Regions from separate parts of the Mus musculus genome. Here regions 2, 3 and 4 are each linked to region 1. The links are chromatin contacts, called in public HiChIP or PLAC-seq maps. All regions are on one chromosome and are shown on one strand. Each heading gives the region's core, a stretch centred on a gene start, on an enhancer-like site or on the middle of the called end of the contact. The rest is flanking DNA. Distances are from core to core; before and after follow the strand shown. Region 1 has its middle 17 kb from the start of 9330102E08Rik. Region 2 overlaps Gm10069 (predicted gene 10069). Region 3 overlaps Tspan9 (tetraspanin 9). Region 4 overlaps Tspan9 (tetraspanin 9).

Region 1 (3,362 bases), core at 492-2,991:
TGGGCAGGAGAATTGCTTGTGCCTTGGAGTTAGAGACAGGTACAGGCAATATATTGAGACACACACCCCACCCCCTAGATGTGGAAGTAATAGAAAGTAAACCTACCAAAACTTTCCAAAGAAAACAAAAAATTAAAAAAAAAACAAATGATTAAATGTCCCTAATCTTGAAAATCTGAAATTCTCCAGAACTTCTTGACTACTACGATGCAGCAAACAAAAACTTTCATACAGATGAAACACTTTTGCATAAATTAAAAATATTTTAATTACCTTCACACTATTGATTTCCTTATGCAATAAACCTTTCTTCCAGGAAAAAAAAAATGCCCTTTAAGATACACTTAAAAGTTACAGTTCTATTAGTCTTTAAGGCACAGATGAGAAATGTCTTGAAAAATAATCCCAGAACAGGATGACTCAAGAACACTGGCTTTTCTTCCAGAGGACCTGGGTTCAATTCCCATCACCCACATGGCAGCTCATGTCTGTAACTCCTGTTTCAGGGTTCCAAGGGTTCATACATACATATATATGTCATAACACCAAAACACATAAATAATTTTTTTTAAAAAACCAATGAGTTTTTGTGGATAAGTTACCTGGATGCCCAAGAAATGAAATCTTTTAATAAGCTCTCCTGGCCGATGGCTAGTCACCTTGTTTGGCTGTACATCCTCTAAGGATTAAGTAGTCCTGTTGTGGTACTGAAGGGAATGGAGGATGAAATGAAATTGATGAATGAAAAAATAATATATAGTAAAATGTTAGTAGGATTTATGAAGGAGCCTAAAATTATAACCATAGGAGGCAAATCTAAGTAAAATGATGAGTCTTAACTTTTGTCATCTCAAAGGCATTTTAAATTATCTTAATAAACCCTTGGAGGCAGGGACTAAATATAATTCACACCACTCTTAGTTTTGGGGAGCGACTTTCATCTACATCCTGAATAGCTGGTGTTCCACTCTTTGCCATGGTCCTGACAAAAGAAAGTCTATTGAGGTTTAGCACAAAACTGGGTTGCCTGAAAGAAGACATCTACAGCCTTGTGGCTTTGCCTTGGTGCTTGGTGCATTTGGCATATTGCTGGCACTGCCTGTGGACGTTAGCTCCCGCCCATGCCCCAGCCCCGGGCACAATCCCTACATAAAAGTGGTACCCCAGAGCATTACCTTCTGAGGCCACAAGCCAGCGAGCCCTAGACTAACGGTGCCTAAGGCCACTTTAGCGGACAATCCCAGATTGATCCTTCAGGAGGCGACCAGTAACGGTCCCCGGAGGGGGAGGGGTGACTCTACTGTCTGGGAAAGGGGTTCCGCTCCGAGCGGCTGACAGTGCCTTCCTGAGTCCGACGGGGTCTCTACGGCCGATCCGCTGCACCTACAACCTCTCCAGGGCCGCCCTGGCCTCCTCTCCCCTGGACTACGAGCTCCGTGTGCGAGAGGCCGCGTTACGAGTGGACGCTCCGAAATGCGACTCTGCTTCCTTGCTGGGTTATCACCGCTGCCCGGAGCCACCGGCTTCCCACCCCTACCCAGTGGAAGCTCACTGCCGGTCGCGTGCAACCTGAGGACTGCTGGAAGGACCGGTGAGCGCTGGGAGAGGAGCGCTGGCACGTGGGAGGCGGGGCCTCGGTGTGACGCCAGCGGCTGAGGGCGGAGCTCAGGGGTCCAGAGGGCAGAGCCCGGATGTGGAGAAATAGACTGAGGGCGGGGCTTGGTGCGCGAGAGGCGGAGCCCGGTGGGGAGCAACAGGACGAGGGCGGAACGTAGGCAGGCAAGAGGCGGAGCCCGGGCCTGAGGCACCAGTCTGTGGGCGGTGCTTGTTGCTCGAGAGTGGTGCAATAACTGAAGGATAAACTTAACAAAGTGTGAGAGGCAGAGCCCAGGGATTCAGTGGTCAGCTTGGGGTGGAGTTTAGAACTGCCAGACTCTGTCTGTGGCCAGTGCCCAAGCTAGTCGTTCTAGACCATGGCTGGGAAGGTAGGAGCTGTGGCTGCTGTTTCCCGACTCCTCCGGGCAGGCGCAGACCAAAGCGATCTATACCTCCGGAGCACACCACATTCCCACCCACCCAGCCGAGCTACGGAAACTCGCGGGGGCTCAGGGGGTCATAGTTGAAGTCCCTCAGTGGGATTTGGAAGGTGCGGGTCCTAGTGTGGGAGGTGGATGGAGAGTTGACTCCGTGGTTAAAAGAACCTTGCAGAGGACCTGGGTTTTATTCTCAGCATCCAGGTCGAGACTCACCTAGGGTGGGAGGGAATGGAAGGCATCATGGGAGAGGTAGTGGAAAAGCAGAGAGATATGAGAGCCCTGACGTTTGTTGCGAGGCTAGGATGGTTCTGATGGAAAATGTTGAAAATGAACTTTATGGGCACAAGAAACAAATAACTGTACGACGATGAGTTGTAAAATCCCTTAAAGTTTCAAACATTGGTGTTAAACTCCTCAAGTATATATTAAAAGTGAGCTTTTTAATTCAGTCAGGAACTCCCAGTAGGGGGCGCGCTGTGCCCTAGCTAGGTGAAAGTGAGACTCAAAGATTTGTTGGGCCAAAGTTTTTACTTTGAAGATTACCAGCTAGAAGCAGCTGATCATAATCATGTTCTGCTTTGAAGTGCGTGCTTTACCCTCCACTAGAATTGATATTTTGTTTTTATCTTTTCATTTTCGTGATTGGAAGGTTTTTTGTGGTTACTGGTATTGTAGGTTGGCAGAGTGCTGGCTCCCCATCAGTGAGGTCCTGGATTCAGTCCCAGCTCTGAAGAAAAACAGATGTACTTGAAAACTTGTTTTTGAACCTCGATATTGTTTATCTGGATATGTTTAAATATATGCTATATAATGTAGTTGGTATGGAAGAATTATTTCAAAGAGAGAGTAAGTCAGTTCTATCTTTTTGAACGTGCAAAGAAACCTAATAACCTATTTCACTTTCGCCTTATTCTTTTTTTTTTTGGGGGGTGCAGCGAACTTTATTGATGGTATTCAAGAGAGTAGGGAGGGCTCCCTAGGCCCCTCCTGTTATTATGGGGTCTGAGATGGAAATTGTGAGGGAGATGCTCAGTGTTGGGGGCCGAGTTGGGATAGGGCCTCTCTCTTGCTCAGTGTCCTTGCTGGGGTGGGTGGTCCAGGGTTTCTTACTCCTTGGAGGCCATGTAGGCCATGAGGTCCACCACCCTGTTGCTGTAGCCGTATTCATTGTCATACCAGGAAATGAGCTTGACAAAGTTGTCATTGAGAGCAATGCCAGCCCCGGCATCGAAGGTGGAAGAGTGGGAGTTGCTGTTGAAGTCGCAGGAGACAACCTGGTCCTCAGTGTAGCCCAAGATGCCTTTCAGTGGGCCCTCAGATGCCTGC
Region 2 (3,362 bases), core at 360-2,859, 250 kb after region 1:
ATGTTGATTAGTTCTACCATAGAGTCTGCAGTAGAAGGGAGCCAGGGGTGTTGCAAGTGCTGGGACAGCAGGAAAGCTACCCCAGGATATAACTGAGCATCTGTGTACATCTGTGTAAGAGGCATAGATGAATCCAGTCCTGGCCGGGCAGTGGTGACACATGCCTTTTAAATATCCCAGCACTTGGGAGGCAGAGGCAGGTGGATTTCTGAGTTCCAGGTCAGCCTGGTCTACAGAGTGAGTTCCAGGTCATCCAGGGCTACACAGAGAAACCCTGTCTCAAAAAAACCAGAGAGAGAGAGAGAGAGAGAGAGGCGCAAATGGTCCCACCTTGTTCCATGAGCCACACTGATGCTGTCAGCAAGGGAGTGGGAATCTGGGAGGCCAAAGCCACCACCTCCCTGGGCTCTCCAGCTCATTTGATTGCTCAGTGTGTTCACCTCCCACCCCCTAGGGCTTGCTCACTGGTACTATAGGAAGATGGCGTGGGTAAGCCTGTGACTTAGTCTTATCAATATTTTACCTTATGCTGTATCCTGAAAAGACAGGGACCTAGTGTTGGAGTGAGATTGGGGTCAGGACTGTAGCACAAGATTCCAGAATACACTGCTGTGCAGAACCTGGAACAGTATACAGTTGTCCTCTATATCACCCCAGTCCTGGTGGCACACTACCCAACAGTAGGACTATGGGCTACGTGGTTACTCATGTCCTTTTGCTTCAGCACCAGGACTTCAAGATGCCTCCAGGCCAGTGGTGACTTTCCTGTTTTTTTCCTTCTATCTTCCTTTGGGTAGCTCAGAATCAAGTCTTGGAGGACTACTTCCCTGATCGGTCCTCCTGAGTAAGAGTTCTTTTCTTCATTGCATATGTCTGGTGTTCAGTGACTGTCATTGCATTTCAGTTTATCCTGGGGACCGGTCTCACAGTTCTTCAGTTGTCAGAGTTATGGGTGGGGCACATGTCTTGCTTTTGAATAAGATTACCAACTTCTGGGCTCAAATCGGAGATGCCTGGGGCTTGGGACAGTTAGGATCCTCTGCTAAGTGGAGCAGGCTTTCTGTGTAGCAGGGAGGGTTGCTGTGTGTAAGTGACCCATCCCATCAGCAGGCGCTCCTCTGCTTCTCACTTGTTCTCCCTTCATCTGTCTGGTCACTTAGCAAACATCTCCTGTTTTCTGAACTCCCCGTGTGAGCAGTAGAGCATTCAAAGGTAGCTGGGGGTCTCCCTGTCATGGTTGTCCTGAGCATTTAGTTGTGCAGGCGCTTTCCCTGCCTCCTTGAACTTCTTTTGAGTTTGGTTTCAAGCCAAACTCATTAGGCTAACTGAGATGCCTATTAACATAACAAAGCGGAAGCTGGCGGCCAGGTTCTCCCAGCGTCCCTCAGTCCCTACCTGTTTGAGGTCCTCCTGGCTGGCATACCCCACCCGCTACCCTGAGTTCTCCAGCCCAAGTACTGGTCTGGGCTCCCCACCTCCCAGCTCCTCGGGTCCCTGTATAAATCACCAAGTTTGGTTACACCTGTCTCTTGACCCCGGCCGACCCTCTAGGTCTTCAGCTCCTCTCTTCCTGTCCTTCTCCACCTCTTGTCACGTGGCCCGGCTCAGTCTGGCCACTTTCACTCTGGACTCTCACAGATGTCTCATCTCTACCTGTTTTCCCCCTTATATCTATAATAAAAACCTCAGCCCCTTAGGAGCAGTCATGCTCTCCTTTTATTTCTTTTTTTCATTCAGTTTACAGATGCGCCTCCAATCACAAGCTTCTAATCCATTGTCTCTGTTAGGTGTTAGGCAAATTTCTTACAGTTAGCCCTGCCCTAGGAGCTGAGGCTTTGCTACTTCTTACCGGAAGGGGGCGTGTGAGATCACATGACTTGCTGAAGCCGGGAGATCCTCTTTGGAATCTGGACTTCAGTCAAAGGCTGAAAACCCAGAAGACTAAAGACTCCCCATCTTACCAGAGCGGGTGAGTTTAAATTAAAAGTTGCTAGTGGTTAAGGTTGGGGTCTTAATGTATGAGCAAAAATCACAGTAAACAGTGACTGCCTTCCTTGTTAAAGCAGTAGAGGCAGTAACAGTGTCAACAGGGTAGAGAGAGGAACAAGAAATTCAAAGTATGCTCTTTCACTGGACAGGGTCTCCAACAATTGCTGACACCCTAAACACAGGAACAGTGATCTGACAAAACTGGGAGGCCAACCACTCAGCCCAACTTGTCCCCAACACCGATGTCACAAGCCGAAGGAGAACCCAAACGTTCCTAAAGGGCTCTTAGATCTCACCACAGCTGCTCTTCTTTAGTCCAGAGGTAGACAGTGTGCAGGCTGATAGGCAGAGACAAGGAAGATGGGTAATACTTGAGTCTGGAAGGACAGAAAGATGCTCTCTGTTTTCACCTAATTTTTGAGTTAGTTGCTTAGTGTGATAGGTTTCCTCTTTCAAATTTGTCTTAAAAATATATTCAATGTTCTGTTTTCAAAAGAACAAAACCAAAAATATTCAGTCTTTCTTTGCCATTGATACTCCTATTTGTTGTCTCCAAATCTTCTTGGAAAGCTTAAATTTAAGTGCAATAGTAAACTGACTAGGGTTTGTAGCTCTTAGGAGGTTGAGACTCATTTATGGTAGTCACTGCCTAGTCCTTAACAGTCACATGACCACAGTATGCTTTTGTTGTATGAAAGCCTTTATAAGAACAGAAAGAAATCTCCTGTAGTCTGTGGTCAGTTGGTTTAGATGGCTTTGTTTCCTTGAACCTGGGGGCAGTGGGGCAGACAGCAGCTGTTGACTCTTGTCGACATCATCTGCTAAGAGCAGTGAATGTCTACACTAGAAAGGGAGGCTGACTATGTGAGGGGGGTGTAAATCCACCCAAGTATGAGCATACCTAGTTCCTGTGGGAAGAAATTCATTCTCTATGTTGCAATAATCAGACCCAGCATTTCGTCGGGGATAACATGTATGATGGTAACGTCTTCGCTCATCAGTTTCCTACAGAGTACTGCACGTATGTCACAGGTGGTATTATTGTCAGTGAACTGGGAAAACTCGGTGTAGATCAAGGTACCATACACTGAGTGTGATCCACTTCTGTGGCTCAGCACTCAAGGTCTCAAAGGCCTGTCCGCCATTGCTGACTTAGCTAGCCTTCTGGCTATGTTACAGCCTGAAGCCGGTAGATAACACATGGGTTGTGAATACTCATTGGAGGCTTTTCTGAGTTAGGCCCCAGCAGCCTCTGGGTCTGGTCCCACCTTGTTAAACTCTTGCACAGTTTTTAATCACTCTTTTTCCAGCTCCTGGTTCTGGATCATCTCCTCAAAGGCATAGAACTGTTTCTGTTCTCACCAGTGTGGCTT
Region 3 (3,362 bases), core at 563-3,062, 230 kb before region 1:
AACCAAGGGCCTTTCAAAAGTTTCATTTAGAAACCGACATGCGAACTTGATAAGACAAACCCCTAACCTAATGTCTGCACCCAGCCCATCAAGGCTGGGACGTTGGTCTGCCCTGTTCACGATACGTCTTCGTGGTCGAGAATGGCACCCCAGCCTTGTCCATGCACTGCAGCCATCTGGACCTTGTCCTAGGCCTGCAAAAGGAAAGGTGCAGGCTCCCTAGACGACACGAGTCTATCAGCCTGTCTCAGGCTTCTTCGTCTCCAAGGAACTTACCCAGCACATGCCTAGCAGGTAAACGGAGGCCCCCAAAGTAATGTGGACAGGCCAAGCTAGCCCTGCAACCAAACTCCCCTCACTGCTAGCCACATACTAACCGCCCACATCTCATCTTCAGGTTGGCTATACTGACTGACTGGTCAAGTTAACGCATATTTCTGCCCCCAGGTAGGACATCCACACAGGCACCCATTTCTCCAGGGCCACGGCTGCTCCAAATTCACCCATGTCTGGGTACTCTATCCCCATCTAGTCAGACTCCATATCACCTCCACCCACCCAGCCCTTCACAAGGGGAAAGATGGGCCCTCCCAGAGTGGACTGATCCAGGGCGTGGTCATGAGTTCATGCTAGCCCCCTCCCAAGGCTTCTGTCGTAAAAAAAAAAAAAAAAAAAAAAAAAAACAGCTCCTTTTGAGGATCAGACTCGTGCTCTTCCATTGTCCTTCCACCACCGGACCCAGAAAATACTTGGAACACTGAATGTTTCTTCAGCGACTGGTGGGTAGGTGGGTGGGTAGGGGGTTGAGTGGGTGGGCGAGCTCAGGAACGGGGGCACATGCACATCCACATTCCCACTCAAGAAAGAAGCTCCCTCTAAACCCTGGCCTCTCCACTCCTGGAAGCCCCAGTACCCCGTCAGGAACTCCTAACATGGTGTTCCCAGCCTAGCACACAGCCCTGCACACCACTGGCCTTTTCAGCCTCACTACCTCCTATACCTGAAGAGAGCTGCTGCAGACATGGTCTCTGAGTGTAGATTCCAGCAGCAGCGCTACACCATCCCCGGGCCTCTGAAACCCCTCTTGGACAGCAGGAGACATGGGAACACGAGGGCTCCCAGTGCCCAAGACATAATGGCAGTTAATAAATTAGCAGATAAGGCAAAAAAGAGAGACAATCCTGACAATTTTAATTGCACCACCTGACACACTGGCTCCTTTTAAGAGCCCTGCCTGGCCCTGAAAGAGGACAACCTGCTAAGAACTTTGCAGTGGGGAGCAGAGAGGATTCGCTCCACTCACCAGGGTGGGAGAGGGGCTACTACTTTGTATTGCAAGCGGCCCTCTTTCTCTGCAGCTCATTCATTCTCATAGCCATAAAGAGAGGCAGACGGGCTGCTGGCTGGTGAGGAGGGGAGCCGGGGAGCACGTTTCCAACTCCATACCCATGGAAAAGAAAGGACAAAGGCAGAGTCTTCTGCCAAAGTCACCCAGCCAGCAGGAGGATGGTGGCTGCAGAGATTTGCTAGGGCCAGAGGGGAGGCAGCCATGAAGCGCCCCCCTACATCTGATCTGAGCATTTGCCTGCAGTCTGCATTCCAGTTCCCTCCATATAACTCCAGGGAAGGAGTCTATTAACTGTAGATCCCACTTCCCTGTGGCTAACATGCATCAGTCCTCATTTCCGAGAGGCTCACCAGGAACGAGTGTGACAGGCCTTTAAATATTTGAGCATGTGTACTTAGCAACGCTCTCTCCCAAGTCTCCTGGCCTAGGAAAGGGCTTTTACATCCTTCACCTCTGAGTCACCCTCTGCTGCTCATCTGTCTCACAGTGAAAGTCACTCTAGCTGGAGGGAACGGGCACTGCTCCCCTCCCACCCTCGGAGCTGAGCTCTGCACTTCTCGCATGGGCACAGCCCGTTGTAAGCGCCATTGGTTTGACTGGTGGCCTCGGCAGCTTGGCTGCCTGTTGAGTGTGTGCAGAATTTCAAACTGAATAGGACCACTCCTTGGCCATTCTTCACTGGATGTTGTTCTCCTCACAAGCTCCAATTTCTTCACAGCTCCACTCCACAGTCCCCAGCTCAGGGGTGACAGGGAGATCACACCCATATTTCTAAGCCTAATTTTCCTCCAAATAAACATTGCATAAGGCACCTGCAACCTACAACCCAGTTACATTTTGATGATTCCAGCATGGGCTAGTTCTGTACAGACACTAAGAATACTGTGCTTGGTGTGTGTGTGTGTGTGTGCGGTGGCACTCGGGGCTTGCTGTCCTCTTGTCTCTGGGAGGGTCCTGGTGCCTTTGTTGGAGTATGACTCATCTGATGGGACGCTGGGGTCTGGCTTTGGCATATGGAATCAGTGCCTTGCTCTCTACATGGGGTTGGTAGGGTTCAAGGGTGAGCAGATTCAATCTGGATCTGTCCTGGGCTTCACTGAAGGGTGCAGGAAGATGCCGGTCCTAGAGAGCAAAGGGCAAGGACTGTTTGCCACCTACCCTGTGTTGTTCCAACACAGCCCTTAAAGACAGGCTCACTACCCCCAGGAGGAAAGGGCGCCTGCTCAGGGAGGCTCCCCTGATGCACACCCTTCCCAGGCCCATCAGCTTTCTCAGAAGCTAGTGTCTCTCCACCTGTTGAAATGGGCTGTAGTGTCCCATGTGGCACTAAGATGGGTGGGGGTGTCACACCTGCCCCCAAGGGTGCCCGTGCCCCGAAAGCAAAAAGCTTGAGGATCGGCTCCCAGAAGGGCCACAAGATGATGTGTGGCTGGGACGGCAAAGAGCCCCAGATGACACAGAGCACCTGCCAGCCGTGTATAGGGAGAGCGATCACTCAACAGTCCATAAACATTGATTACTACTGCTGCCCCTCCCACACTGGTGCACCCTGGCAGAAGCGCGCTTTCTTCCCAATCAGGCACCTTCTAGGCCAAGAGCTCTGCCTAGCCTGGTAGCCACCGGCTTCAGGTGAGATGGGGCTCGGCAGGTGTCAGGGAGAAGGTATACCAGGGCATACTTGTATGACTCTGTGTTCCCCGGTTTTCACCAATCCAACCAGTTCCCGCTGGTTCTTGGCAGCAAGAGTCAGGGTCTGAGTCCCCAGACTGAAAGCTTCACTCGACAGGCACACAATTGTTCCTCGGATTGTTGTCCCTGCAGCTTGGAATGCACAGGAGATCATGGGCTAACACATACAGGGCAGGCCCAGGAAAAAGCCCCAAGAGGAATGCTGATACCAGGCAAGCACTCCAGCTCTCTGCCTCCTGAACCAGTGCACTGGACTAAAAATGGTCCTTTGGTAGAAGGGAACTCCGTGACCTCTGGAATGCCTACTCCCCACCCTCCCCAGGCT
Region 4 (3,362 bases), core at 544-3,043, 210 kb before region 1:
ATGGGACTAGGGGGGAGCCCAGGGGGCTGGGGTTTCTCCTGGCCCCAGCAGAAGCTCACAGTGTGCACCTGCCGTGGATAAACATTCCTGCCTGCTTGCCATTCCTCGGCCTGGAATGGGCTTCCCTTTCTTGCTGCCACCGCATACCCTCTAACAGGGTACTACGCCTCACCTGCTCCGAAAGCCTAGCCAGCAGCCCCGCCCTCTCCAGTCACACCGGACCGGCCCTAGAGGGCACAGGGATAATAGTGCCCATGTGGGAATCCGAGTGGCAGGCCTGAAAGCATGGAGGTACGGCAAGGAACAAGAGGCGGGGTTGTATGTGTGTGTCTGAGTAGTAGAGGCTAGAGAGCCATCTTGCACATCTTTCTCGATTGCACCCCACTTTATTTTCTGAAGCAGGGTCACTCGGAAGCTGGAGGTCACTGATCTGGCTAGGCTGGCTGGTCCTGTCCCAGACTCTTGGTGCTTGGGTCAAAACCACAAAGTGTCTCACTGTACTTTGCACATGAGTGCTGGGCAGCACGGCTCAGGGTCTCAGGCTTGTGTGGCAAGGACTACACTTACTGATCCATCAGCCTTGTGGGTGGGTTTTAGGTGTGTGAACGAGGCAGCAGTTTGCGGAGGCTGTGCATCCTCCATGAAGCCCAGAGGACAGAACAGGGACCAAGCGATAAAACCTATGAGGCAAGAAATGACTTAACTTCTCTTGCCCAGAGACCAGAGCAAATCAACGTGTTAGCTAAGCAGGGGGCCCTGCCATTAGGGGGTCTAAGGAAAGCCCAGGGCTCTCTTTCTGGACAGGAGCTGCTCTGGCCCCAGCCACCTCTTACTCTGCATTTCTGTATTCTACCATTGGTTCCCCGGCTCACCCACCTCTGTACTCTGAGACTATGTGTGGTGCTGACTGACCCAGGACTCCTGGGGTATATGAAAAATCACTGCCCGGGGTCCCCATCTTTTAAGCTAGTGTCCTTTGTAACTGAAGAATCTCCTTCACATCTCTATTAACACCAACAAGTGAGCAGCGGCTCGCTCAGGAGAACAGAATTGGGGGTGGCGGGGGGGGGGGTGGAGAGGAGGATTTTAATGTCCACTGATTTATCCCCCTCAGTTCTTCCTTACACATTAGATTTATATTCAGATGTGAACTTTTATTTTTTTAAGCACCGACTTCCTGCTGGCGTGGTGGTACACACCTATGATCCCAGCACTTAGAAAACTGAGGCAGAAGGGAATTGAATTCAAGTCAAGTTTGGGCTACGTACTGAGACCTTGTCTCAAAAAATCCCTAAGAAGAAAAGAATAAAGCAAAGAAAGAACCAACATCCTTTCCTTTATCTCGAGCCTGTCCATCATTCAAGATCAGTTACTCACAACCAGCCTGTCCCCTCCTCTTTCTTACAACCAGGGACCCTCACACAGAACATTTTTTTTCTCATCTCTACCCCCTGGGCTCTGGAAGTTAGCCCAGGCACAGGTATGTACTAGTTCTGCACCTAGATCTAAGATGACCCCCAAAGCCCAGACGTAGGAGGGGGAAGGAGAGAAGAGAAAAGTTCAGGTGTGAACAGCTTTCTCCTGCTTTCTCCCCAACGCTACTCCCAGGCCCAGGCCCCTTCTCCTGGGCAGCCTAACATGCACTGTTATCAACCTGGGTATTCCCCAGACCTGGAAGGTTACAGCAGGCACGGAAGGCTAAGAGCCCAGCTTCACATACCTCAAGGGCTATGTCATGGCACCAGGAAAGGCTCTGAGTCACAGATATGGTCCTTGATCCACCCTCTTAAGACAGTGTATTTGACTGCCAACAAGCTGGCCTCAGCATGAGCAAGCTGGCCTGGGTGACAGAGCAGGGATGAGACAGAGCTCCTGGCTTCTCTAACCAGCGGGACAATCTTGGATGCACAGCACATGGCTGACAGAGAGAAGGTCAGAGGTTCTCAGTTCTGGGTGCTCTGACAGGAACAGGAAATCATTTCATACAGGAAACACACCAGACACCCTCAAGAAAGCTGTAGACGTGAGCCACGGGGCGACTCTACTGTGGTGGGGGACTGGATCAAAGTGTGCACAACCACGGACAACGAGAAGAACCACACAACCCTGCCTAGCGGATCTCAAAATATAACCTCAGGCTTCTCACGAAGCCAGCCAACACCATCTGAACACAAGCAAAGGGCAAGCCGGCTTTTCATGAAGGCAAGAGGCTTGTCACCATGCTGATGGCACAGGCTCTATGAAGGGAGCGTGGACACACCCATCATGGGAGAACCAGCAGATGGCCCTTTCCCACCCTGCTCAATTTACAGGTCACCATGGCCCAGGGAGGTGTTCTGAGCTCGTGTGGCAAGTTGAGGATACATCATACCCCACCTTTCTCCACGTCCCTCCACCTCAGCTAGGCTGGGACCCAATGTCCCTTGCTCCACTGCTGGAACACGCAAATGCTTTGAGAAAAAGAAAACTGAAAACTATTTCTCTCCTGTGGCAGAAGTCAATGCTCCCTTTCTACTTTGAGGATGGAGGCCCAGGAACTGCTCTAAGGACATCCTCCCTGGCCTCTGCACCTCCCTTGGCCAAGCCCTGAGAGGCAGAAATGAGCCTGGCATCTTCCAGATCACTCTACCAAACTGGCAGGTGCAAGAAATGTGCTTTGGTCCAGGCGTCTGCTTGCGTGCTTGCTTGCTTGCTTGCCTGCCTGGCAGCTCAAGGATGGCCCAATCAGAGTGTTGAAGAGTTCCAGAACCAGGCGCTGCCAGCAGGAAACAAAGGCATAGGACCTCCTGGGGATGGAGGGGAGTGGAGTGGTACCTAAGGACGCTGGCAGTGTCTTCATCTCTTCATCTCAGGATCTCTTAGCGTCTATACAGAAATTACTCTACAGCATGAACATCCTATGGCTTCTTCTAAGAGCAGTGTGGCCTCTAGAAGTCAGGGATACCCAGAATGGAGGAACCGAGGTGCAGAGTAGAAATGAGTGTTTGGTGTCACTGGAGCTCAGGGCTTCCTGCTGCGAGGCCAGGCTGGGCTCACAGCCCTCCAAAGGAATGAGGAACAGAGCCCTGGAAAGGAAGACCCTTAGGGCTCCCAACTGGCGGGAAGAAGGTCCTGGTGGTACAAATCTAGTGGACCACATGCTTGCCTTCTGCGCTGTTGGCGTCCGTGGGACCTGGCTCCTGCTGGTCCTTTCTCATCATTTGGCTTTCAAAGTGTGACTAAAGAGACTATCAGCCACATGGTCCCCTTCAGGGGGCTGCTGGGGGGCTCACCATCTGGAGGGCCCCACTGCCACCGATGTTGACTGTCTGCCTGCGGCACAGGGTCGGGTGCAGCGGTGAGAGGGACTTGCCAGCACTCCT

The links. HiChIP or PLAC-seq counts read pairs in DNA pulled down with a chosen protein or histone mark.
Region 2: a contact with region 1 is called in an H3K27ac HiChIP or PLAC-seq map of embryonic stem cells, with 5 read pairs. The contact joins two enhancer-like sites. A contact is called at or near these places in 2 of 39 promoter capture datasets (3T3-L1-derived adipocytes and liver), 4 of 484 Hi-C or Micro-C datasets (CD4 T cells, CD8 T cells, muscle stem cells and 1 more), 5 of 115 datasets of contacts at active chromatin or transcription factors (bone marrow-derived macrophages, embryonic stem cells and pancreatic cancer cells) and 1 of 9 other capture datasets (liver).
Region 3: a contact with region 1 is called in a FOXA1 HiChIP or PLAC-seq map of pancreatic cancer cells. The contact joins two enhancer-like sites. A contact is called at or near these places in 1 of 484 Hi-C or Micro-C datasets (myocytes), 6 of 115 datasets of contacts at active chromatin or transcription factors (embryonic basal ganglia, embryonic stem cells, fibro-adipogenic progenitors and 1 more) and 1 of 9 other capture datasets (adipose tissue).
Region 4: a FOXA1 HiChIP or PLAC-seq map of pancreatic cancer cells shows a contact between it and region 1. The contact joins two enhancer-like sites. A contact is called at or near these places in 2 of 484 Hi-C or Micro-C datasets (CD8 T cells and Sertoli cells) and 3 of 115 datasets of contacts at active chromatin or transcription factors (embryonic stem cells and pancreatic cancer cells).

What each region holds. Positions count from the first base shown.
Region 1 is chr6:128,199,005-128,202,366 of GRCm38.p6, forward strand. It overlaps the pseudogene Gm4691. Among named protein-coding and RNA genes, the nearest start is that of 9330102E08Rik, 17 kb to the left of the region's middle. Within about 2 kb of position 1,742, at least 319 of the 459 cell types and tissues checked have an H3K27ac peak or open chromatin away from gene starts, as enhancers often do. A contact at or near this core is called in CD8 T cells, Sertoli cells, embryonic stem cells and 2 more, where this site is marked.
Region 2 is chr6:128,444,467-128,447,828 of GRCm38.p6, forward strand. All of the region lies in intron 2 of Gm10069 (predicted gene 10069), which reads left to right. It also overlaps the pseudogene Stambp-ps1. Among named protein-coding and RNA genes, the nearest start is that of Gm10069, 7.4 kb to the left of the region's middle. Within about 2 kb of position 1,610, at least 36 of the 459 cell types and tissues checked have an H3K27ac peak or open chromatin away from gene starts, as enhancers often do. A contact at or near this core is called in embryonic stem cells and regulatory T cells, where this site is marked.
Region 3 is chr6:127,972,384-127,975,745 of GRCm38.p6, forward strand. All of the region lies in intron 1 of Tspan9 (tetraspanin 9), which reads right to left. Among named protein-coding and RNA genes, the nearest start is that of Gm15870, 29 kb to the left of the region's middle. Within about 2 kb of position 1,813, at least 47 of the 459 cell types and tissues checked have an H3K27ac peak or open chromatin away from gene starts, as enhancers often do. A contact at or near this core is called in pancreatic cancer cells, where this site is marked.
Region 4 is chr6:127,989,953-127,993,314 of GRCm38.p6, forward strand. All of the region lies in intron 1 of Tspan9 (tetraspanin 9), which reads right to left. Among named protein-coding and RNA genes, the nearest start is that of Tspan9, 43 kb to the right of the region's middle. Within about 2 kb of position 1,794, at least 117 of the 459 cell types and tissues checked have an H3K27ac peak or open chromatin away from gene starts, as enhancers often do. A contact at or near this core is called in CD8 T cells, Sertoli cells and pancreatic cancer cells, where this site is marked.